2 separate regions of the Sus scrofa genome follow, and region 2 is linked to region 1. The links are chromatin contacts, called in public Hi-C maps. All regions are on one chromosome and are shown on one strand. The core of a region is the stretch at or near the end of the contact, and the rest is flanking DNA. Distances in the headings are between cores, read along the strand shown. Region 1 overlaps TRHDE (thyrotropin-releasing hormone-degrading ectoenzyme). Region 2 overlaps TRHDE (thyrotropin-releasing hormone-degrading ectoenzyme).

Region 1 (3,558 bases), core at 403-2,902:
TTCTCAGTCTCTGCATGAAGAGTGGCCCTAGGGTTTAAGGAAATCTGGCACTTATGCAGGGACAGAGGGGCTCAGGTGAGTTGATTCTTCCCAGTGCAGACCTGTGTTGATATGCAGGGTAATGTTTTAGCTTAATTATTTAGATCTTTCCCCAGGACTACACTCAAACCAAAACCAAAAACCAAACAACCAGAGTATGGAAAAAGAATGAAGTTTTAAAATTTGTGCCGTTGGTTACTTTTTATTTCTTTTAAGAATAGGTTCAAGCCGCTTTTGGTTGTGTTGCTGATGGAAATGTATGTGTGTGTGTGTGCATGTGTGTGTGTACAGTGTGCACAGGGACATTCTGGGACCAGACTGCCTCGATTTATGCCTTGATTCTGCCACTCATTAGCCTTATGACCTTGGCTAAGTTTCCTAATTGTTCTGTGTCTGGATTCTTTATTTGGAAAATGGGCATAATGATATCCTCTTCCATAGGATTACATGAGTGAAGTAATTTGTGGGATATGTGCTTACCAACTGTCAAATTTCATATGAAATATGATTCTATGATTATATTGTTACAAGGCTGGACATCTATTCTTTGAGCTGGTACAAGGTCATTCAGGCTCAATGTTGTTGCCTTAGGTGTCCCCTTACTAGCAAGACGGTGGGGAAATGGTCGTTCCTTCCACGGCTGTTTGTTTTGCCCCCTAAGCACAGAGTTCAATAAACAGGGAGCAAAAGAAGCAGAGCTTCTGCTTCTTTTGACGATGAATAAAACAGTGACGAGAAAGGCTGTGTGCTGTTTCATAGCCAGAGAAACCCCACGCTTGGTCCAGACTCTGTGAGATGGAGAAGGGTTGAGGAAGCAGTAGAGTGTGTGGAACAGAGGGAACGCACAACTCTGGTTATGGCACTGCTTTCTGTCAGCCACGAGAAAAGAAGCCAGCGACCGAAGGGGCAGGAGGGTGCCTTTTTTGTCACTGGAAGCCAGAACAGGAAATAGCAAAACCCCAAGTACCAGGGGATACAATTTACACGACTTTCTTTGAGTTCTACCAGTAGTGGTACTCTATAATACTTACATAATACCTTTTCTCTTTCCAATATTAAACAAATGAATCTCAGATACTAGTTTATTCTAATGAATACCTAATACTACGGCTCAGGAAAGTAATTTTTGTGCTTTCATAATACTCTTCATCAGTGGTGATCAAGTACTAAGTACTCATTTTTGATGAGTATTTAGTGCATAAAAATGAAAACAATTATGAATATTATGCTCTGTTTTTATAACACGATTATTCACATATGCACCACTTCCTACATACATATTGCTGGAATTATTGCATTATGCTTTTAGTTTACTAGAATGGTTATTTAAAAAAAAAAGTCTACACGCTTGCTTATATCACTGAATATTCAGCAGGAACACTTCTCTTGTGAAATGGCAGAGTTTTAATGACTCATTGAAGTACATAAAAACACACAGTCTAAACAACGACCCATTTTGGCTTAAAATGTTTTGTCATTGAGTAATAATTTGCATTTTGATTAACAGCCTTAACTTTAAATGGAACATGTGTAACTTCCATGACCTTGTAACTTTGCTCAGTTACTGCAAACAGTTGAATAGTAAATAGATGTTGATCCACTGGATCATTTCTTTAGATCTTGGGAGTTTTTATTACCAACCTTAAACTCTTGCAACACTGGGCAAATTGCAGTTGCAGTAGAAGCAAGTTCAAAGATCATTTTCCACTGAGCGTATGTGTGGTCTGTATAGATGTGGCCAAAACGGAAATCTCTCAGATATGCCCTGCCGTTTCGTGAGGTTCACTTGGTTTTGGTGGGTTCCACAATGAAATGTCATGAATCAATCTGAATACTAACGGCGTTATGCAAATGTTTGTTTCCTCTGCATGTTTTAACTTTATGAAAAGGCAAACTGAAAATGATGGAACAGAAATTGTTTGTATTGCATACTGTAATTTGTTGGCAATATCAACCAACGTTAATGCATTACTTATGCTGAATCTTATCATAATGACTTGACACAAGTAGCTTGCCTAGTGAACTTCCGCAGAAATAAGCAGAAATCAATTCTCTATATCCTTCAGAGGCAACATAGAGCTTTAAGTTCTCCTTCTTAGCTCAACCAAAATGTCAAATGGACAAGTTGTTAAGAAATCAAGTAATTTATTTTAGATAGAAGAGAATGAAAATACATGTATATTGTTCATATTTTTCTAGTTATGCTAAAGTGACATTCTTGGAATAACACTTCCAGGATGTCACTTCTGGAAGGAGAATATTTTTTTTTTACAATAATAGAAGGATTCATTAAAAGATAAAAATGATTTTGTTTCAGAAAGCAGGAGAAAAATAGACAGCAAAAGACTTTTCCCCATTACCTTCTGCTGCCTGCTGTTTTATTTTACATCTTGTTCTATTTACATGTGTATTTCATAGCCTTACTATATATTAAAGTGTTTTCTATTTTTAATGAATTTTTTGTATTTTTTTCTACCTGGTGTACAGCTGTCACCTCAAAATCAAATTTACTCAGAAATCAAACTCATTATTTTCTCCTCCAAATCACCTTCTCTGGAGGTCTCTGATATATTTGTAATGACAGTAAGCAGAAAAGAAGTCTCACTTCCACCAATAGAAGGCAACCATAAAATATATGCAGTGAAGACAAGATTATATTTTTGAAGCGGAACAGACACTGTTGCCTGTTGAGGGAACTGAGCCTGAAGCTGGCTCTCTTTGTTAGAAGGGAGGCTCTCAAGGGTGAGAGAGTTGTTGGAGATAGGCGGGCAATACTGTGCTCTGACAAAACTGGAACCAGTAAAGAGCAGACAAGGTGCTAACTCAGTATGTGAGCCGAAGCTTTCTTTTTTGGTCACGCTCTGGGCTTGCAGGAGTTTGCAGGAGTTCCCAGGCTAGGCTGGGGATCGAACCCGTGCCCCAGCAGTAACCTGAGCCATGGCAATGACAACACCTGACCTTTAACCCACTGAGCCACCAGGGAACTCCCTAAATCAAAGCATTTTTTTATTCAGTTTTATTTTTAAATGATTTTTATTTTTACAGTGTTCTGTCAATTTACTACTGTACAGCAAAGTGACCCAGTCACACATGCATATATACATTCTTTTTTCTCACAATCAAAGCTTTTTTAAAGCCTTGTTTCTGTGCTACCTGTATTCAACTTGCTTCCGTCTGTCTCCGACCCTTAAAGTAACCACCTAAGCTTCAATACCACTTCTTAGGCTTCCTCCTCCATAAAGCCTTCCTGTAGTTCTTAAGAGCACCAATTCTTGCCTGGATTAGTTCTGCCTCCCAGGGAATGATTGCAGTGTCTGGAGACATTTAGGTTGTCACAGCTGGGGAGGGGCTGCTACTGGCATCTAGTGGTAGAAGCCCAGGGATGCTGCCAAACACCCTACGGTGCCCAAGATGGCAGGACAAAGACAAATGACCCAACCTAAAATGTCAGTATTGTTGAGAAGTCTGCCACTGAACGACCAAATGCTTACATTAAAAAAAAAAAAAAAAAAAAAAAAA
Region 2 (3,558 bases), core at 532-3,031, 190 kb after region 1:
AATCTGAGAAGGAGAGGAGAAATATGAATGTGATGATTACAGAGTCCAATTAATGGTATGATAACTCTCAGCAATATCAAAAAAATAAGACCTGAGAGGTCTCCATGAGATTTTGTGATCTTACTTAGCAAGAGCTGTATGAACATAGTGTTAAAGGTAGAAGGCAAACTATAATGCATTGAAGGGAACAAGTAGAGAAAGATTTTTAATGGTAATTTATATAATCACATTCACTAGTCTTGTATGAATATTTGCTATCTGCCTATGGTTTTTAGGACCATAGTCATTAATTGGAAGCAGATTCCTATGCATAATTTTATCCAGGATTTTCTTTGAATTTCTGAGTAAATTGGATTCTGAAGCATTTGAGTTTTCTTACTTTTATTTTCGGCACATCGAAGAGTTGTGGTTGCACATTTTAATGGACATAGCCTCATGAGAAATTATTTTGAAAAAATTAAAATAATTTAACTCAATGTGAATAAATTTTATTATTTTCAAAGTTAAGCAAAAGAATATTTCACTTACCAAAGAGATATATTTTTAACAGCTTCATTGAGATACAGTGACATGCAGTATGCTGCACATATTTAAAGTGTACAATTTGATGTTTTAAGATATGTACACACCCATGAAATCATCACCATAATGAGCCTATTCATCACCCTCAAAAGTTTCCTGTTGGCTATTTTTAATCCCTTCTCTCCGTGTCCCTAAGTGACTACTGATTTGCTTTTTGACTCTATAGACTAGTATGCATTTTCTAAGATTTTTATATAAACGGCATGAATCATACAGCATATGTATTTTTTTCTTCCTTTTTACTAATGATAACTATTCTGGGGTCCACCCATGTTTGTTGCATGTATTTCTTTTTACTGCTAAATAATGTTGTATGGCTGTACATCACGCTAGCCATTCATGTATTAGTGGACATTAGATTGATGTCCAGTTTGGGGGTATTGGAAATAAACCTTTTATGAACATTTGTGTACAAGTCTTTATGTGGATATATGCTTCTTGCAGGCACTCTTAAAATGTTAAACTATCTATGAGATGAAGGTGCAGAGCAGAGAGGCACAGTTAAAATATCTCTCCAGAGTTGTTAGAACAAAGTCCAAGTTTCTTTAGTACTTTGATAGAAGGTTATTATGTGTGTAGTGACATAATCTAATTTCTTAAATTTTCTCTTTTTTTCCCTTTTCCCAGGCCTAGACATGATTCTCTGTGTCTATTATAAAGCCTGTGAGTGTCTGAGAAGCTGCCTCCTGTTACTCATCCCTCTGTATTTTAATGTTCTCAGTCCCTTTATCTGAATATGGCTTCATTTGCTAGAGCCCCTGTCTGGTTGAAGTACAGCTTTCTTACTCAGGTTCTGACTTCTCTGCCCTCAGACCTCAAAACCATCCTGTCACCAGCTGCCTGCTTAGGGCACCACTGTCTGAGATCTTTGGCACCAAGCTTTAGCTGCCCCCTTACCACACCTGCTTACGCTGCTACTCAGGCCTTTGCTGTCTGATGACTGCCTATAGTATACCTTCCTCTTTGTTCCAAAATCCTAGACTCTGTGTCTGGCCCAGGTCTAGAGTCTTCTCACTGGGCTATTTGAGTCAATCCATATCCCAGTGTACGGCCTGATTTGCTCACTTAATCTTGGGAACCTAACTACTCTTGGCTCTTGGAGAACTCCAGCAAACAGAAGTTTTGGACAGGTTTGGTTCTGAAAAAGTATTCCTAAATTCACATGTTCCTACAAGTAAGTGACACCAGACCTGCTACTGCCATCTGCTGAGTTGACAGAGTATCCACATTGTTGTTCTGTTGCCTAGTTTCTTCATATTTAGGGAAGGTCTCCAGGTAAAATCTTAAGTAGAAGTATGTCTATTTGTTAGGTGTTTCAATTACATAACATAATAAAATTACCTTTTTAGAACTATGTCACAGTTTGTTCTCTATCTTAGTAAAAGGCATGTAGTTTTCTCTGCTCACTCTTACAAACAATACTACAGCAACCATTCTTATACCTTTTTTTCTTAGCATCCTAGGGAGTTACTCCAAGGGTTATATGTGGAAGTGGAGCCACGTTGCCTGGGTTCGAATTTTTACATTGCTGCTTGCTAGCTTTCCCAAGAAGTATTGAGCACCAGCTATTTTCAGCCCTTCTTATGAGCACACATGCCCTACCTCAGCTCCTGGCTACATGCCATCGGCTTGGCTTAGGTCCCTTTGGCTCCGGGGGATCCTTTGGGAGCCAGTTCCCAGATGCCATTGCCTGTTCCTGGAGCCAGACCCCAGCAGGCTTGTGACTGCTTGTGCAATCACTACTTTGCATGTATGCACCACTTCTGGTCCATGGAGAGTTTATTTCCAAGCCTGAAGATGACTTTTAGTTTTTTTCTTTTAATATTTTATTTATCATTGCTCTGTGTTTCGAGCGGAGGGAATACATCAAAGCATGAATTTATTGTGTCACCTTAAACAAGAGTTGATAATACCTCCACAAACTTTGAAAATAAGAACAAATCTTAGAATCATCTAATCATAGATTTTTGGAGCTTGAAAGGATTTTATAAATAATGAAGTCCAATAACCATATTTTATAGGTGAGGGAATTGTGTTTTTTCAGAAATTAAGTGATTTACTGATGTCATATATCTAGTTTTTAAAAAAGTTTTACTGAAGTATAGAGTATAGTTAATTTATAATGTTGTGATGATTTCTGCTGTGTAACAAAGTGATTCAGTTATACATGTACACACATATTTTTTTTTCCTGATTCTTTTCCCATATAGATCAGCACAGGATATTGAGTTCCCTGTGCTACACAGCTAGTCCCTGTTGACCAGCCATTCCATACACCACAGTGTGCATGTGCCAATCCCAAGCCCCCATATGTCTAGTTAATGGTGGAGGCAGGACCAGAACCAAAGTCTGCAGGTTCCCCTGAGAGTCCTTTTGCCACTACATCTACGATTATACTTTTCTCTATATGACCTGTATATACATGTAACATTCTATTTTTAACAGCACTAAAAAAATAAATTAGAATTAAGCAATTAAAAATATGTTACATTTTTAAACTAGATGTGCAATGTTTTCTTTTTGAGCAATATAGAGGTAAAAACAAGAGTAGAGTATTCACAGCATTGAGCTGAATATATTTTCATTTAAGGCACAATGCCTTTTGACCCTGTAGATTCTTGCTGCATTTGGTTTCCTTGACTTTCTGCAACTTATTAGGGTAGGTCCATCAATAATGGTGCTGGTACTTCCAACCTCCTACAGCACTGGGTCTGAAAATGAACTGTGATGGATGGATATGGCCAGCCTTTATGGTGATAGCCTATATATCTGCTGTCATGTACAAATGGCAGGTAGTTTAATTTCAAAAAAAATTATAAAGAAAGAGCAAGTATTCCTTCTAATTAGGATTTCTGGACTTTTTGTAGGATATGAATTTAGAGTCTGATATGTTTGTTAAAGCCTTTGGAATTGTTTTATTCTATTTCTAGATCTTTTAGCTGTGCCTAAGCATCCGTATGCTGCTATGGAGAACTG

The links. A called contact is a pair of places that touch in the nucleus more often than the background predicts.
Region 2: a Hi-C map of liver shows a contact between it and region 1, with 2.5 times the contacts expected there. The contact joins two enhancer-like sites. A contact is called at or near these places in 1 of 5 promoter capture datasets (liver) and 6 of 47 Hi-C or Micro-C datasets (fetal heart ventricle, liver and skeletal muscle).

The regions. Positions count from the first base shown.
Region 1 is chr5:36,280,454-36,284,011 of Sscrofa11.1, forward strand. The region is part of intron 1 of TRHDE (thyrotropin-releasing hormone-degrading ectoenzyme); the gene reads left to right. Among named protein-coding and RNA genes, the nearest start is that of TRHDE, 15 kb to the left of the region's middle. Within about 2 kb of position 1,653, at least 1 of the 83 cell types and tissues checked has an H3K27ac peak or open chromatin away from gene starts, as enhancers often do. A contact at or near this core is called in liver, where this site is marked.
Region 2 is chr5:36,466,645-36,470,202 of Sscrofa11.1, forward strand. TRHDE (thyrotropin-releasing hormone-degrading ectoenzyme) reads left to right here. Exons shown (of 19, transcript XM_021092004.1): 4 at 3,513-3,558. Among named protein-coding and RNA genes, the nearest start is that of TRHDE, 200 kb to the left of the region's middle. Within about 2 kb of position 1,782, at least 3 of the 83 cell types and tissues checked have an H3K27ac peak or open chromatin away from gene starts, as enhancers often do. A contact at or near this core is called in liver, where this site is marked.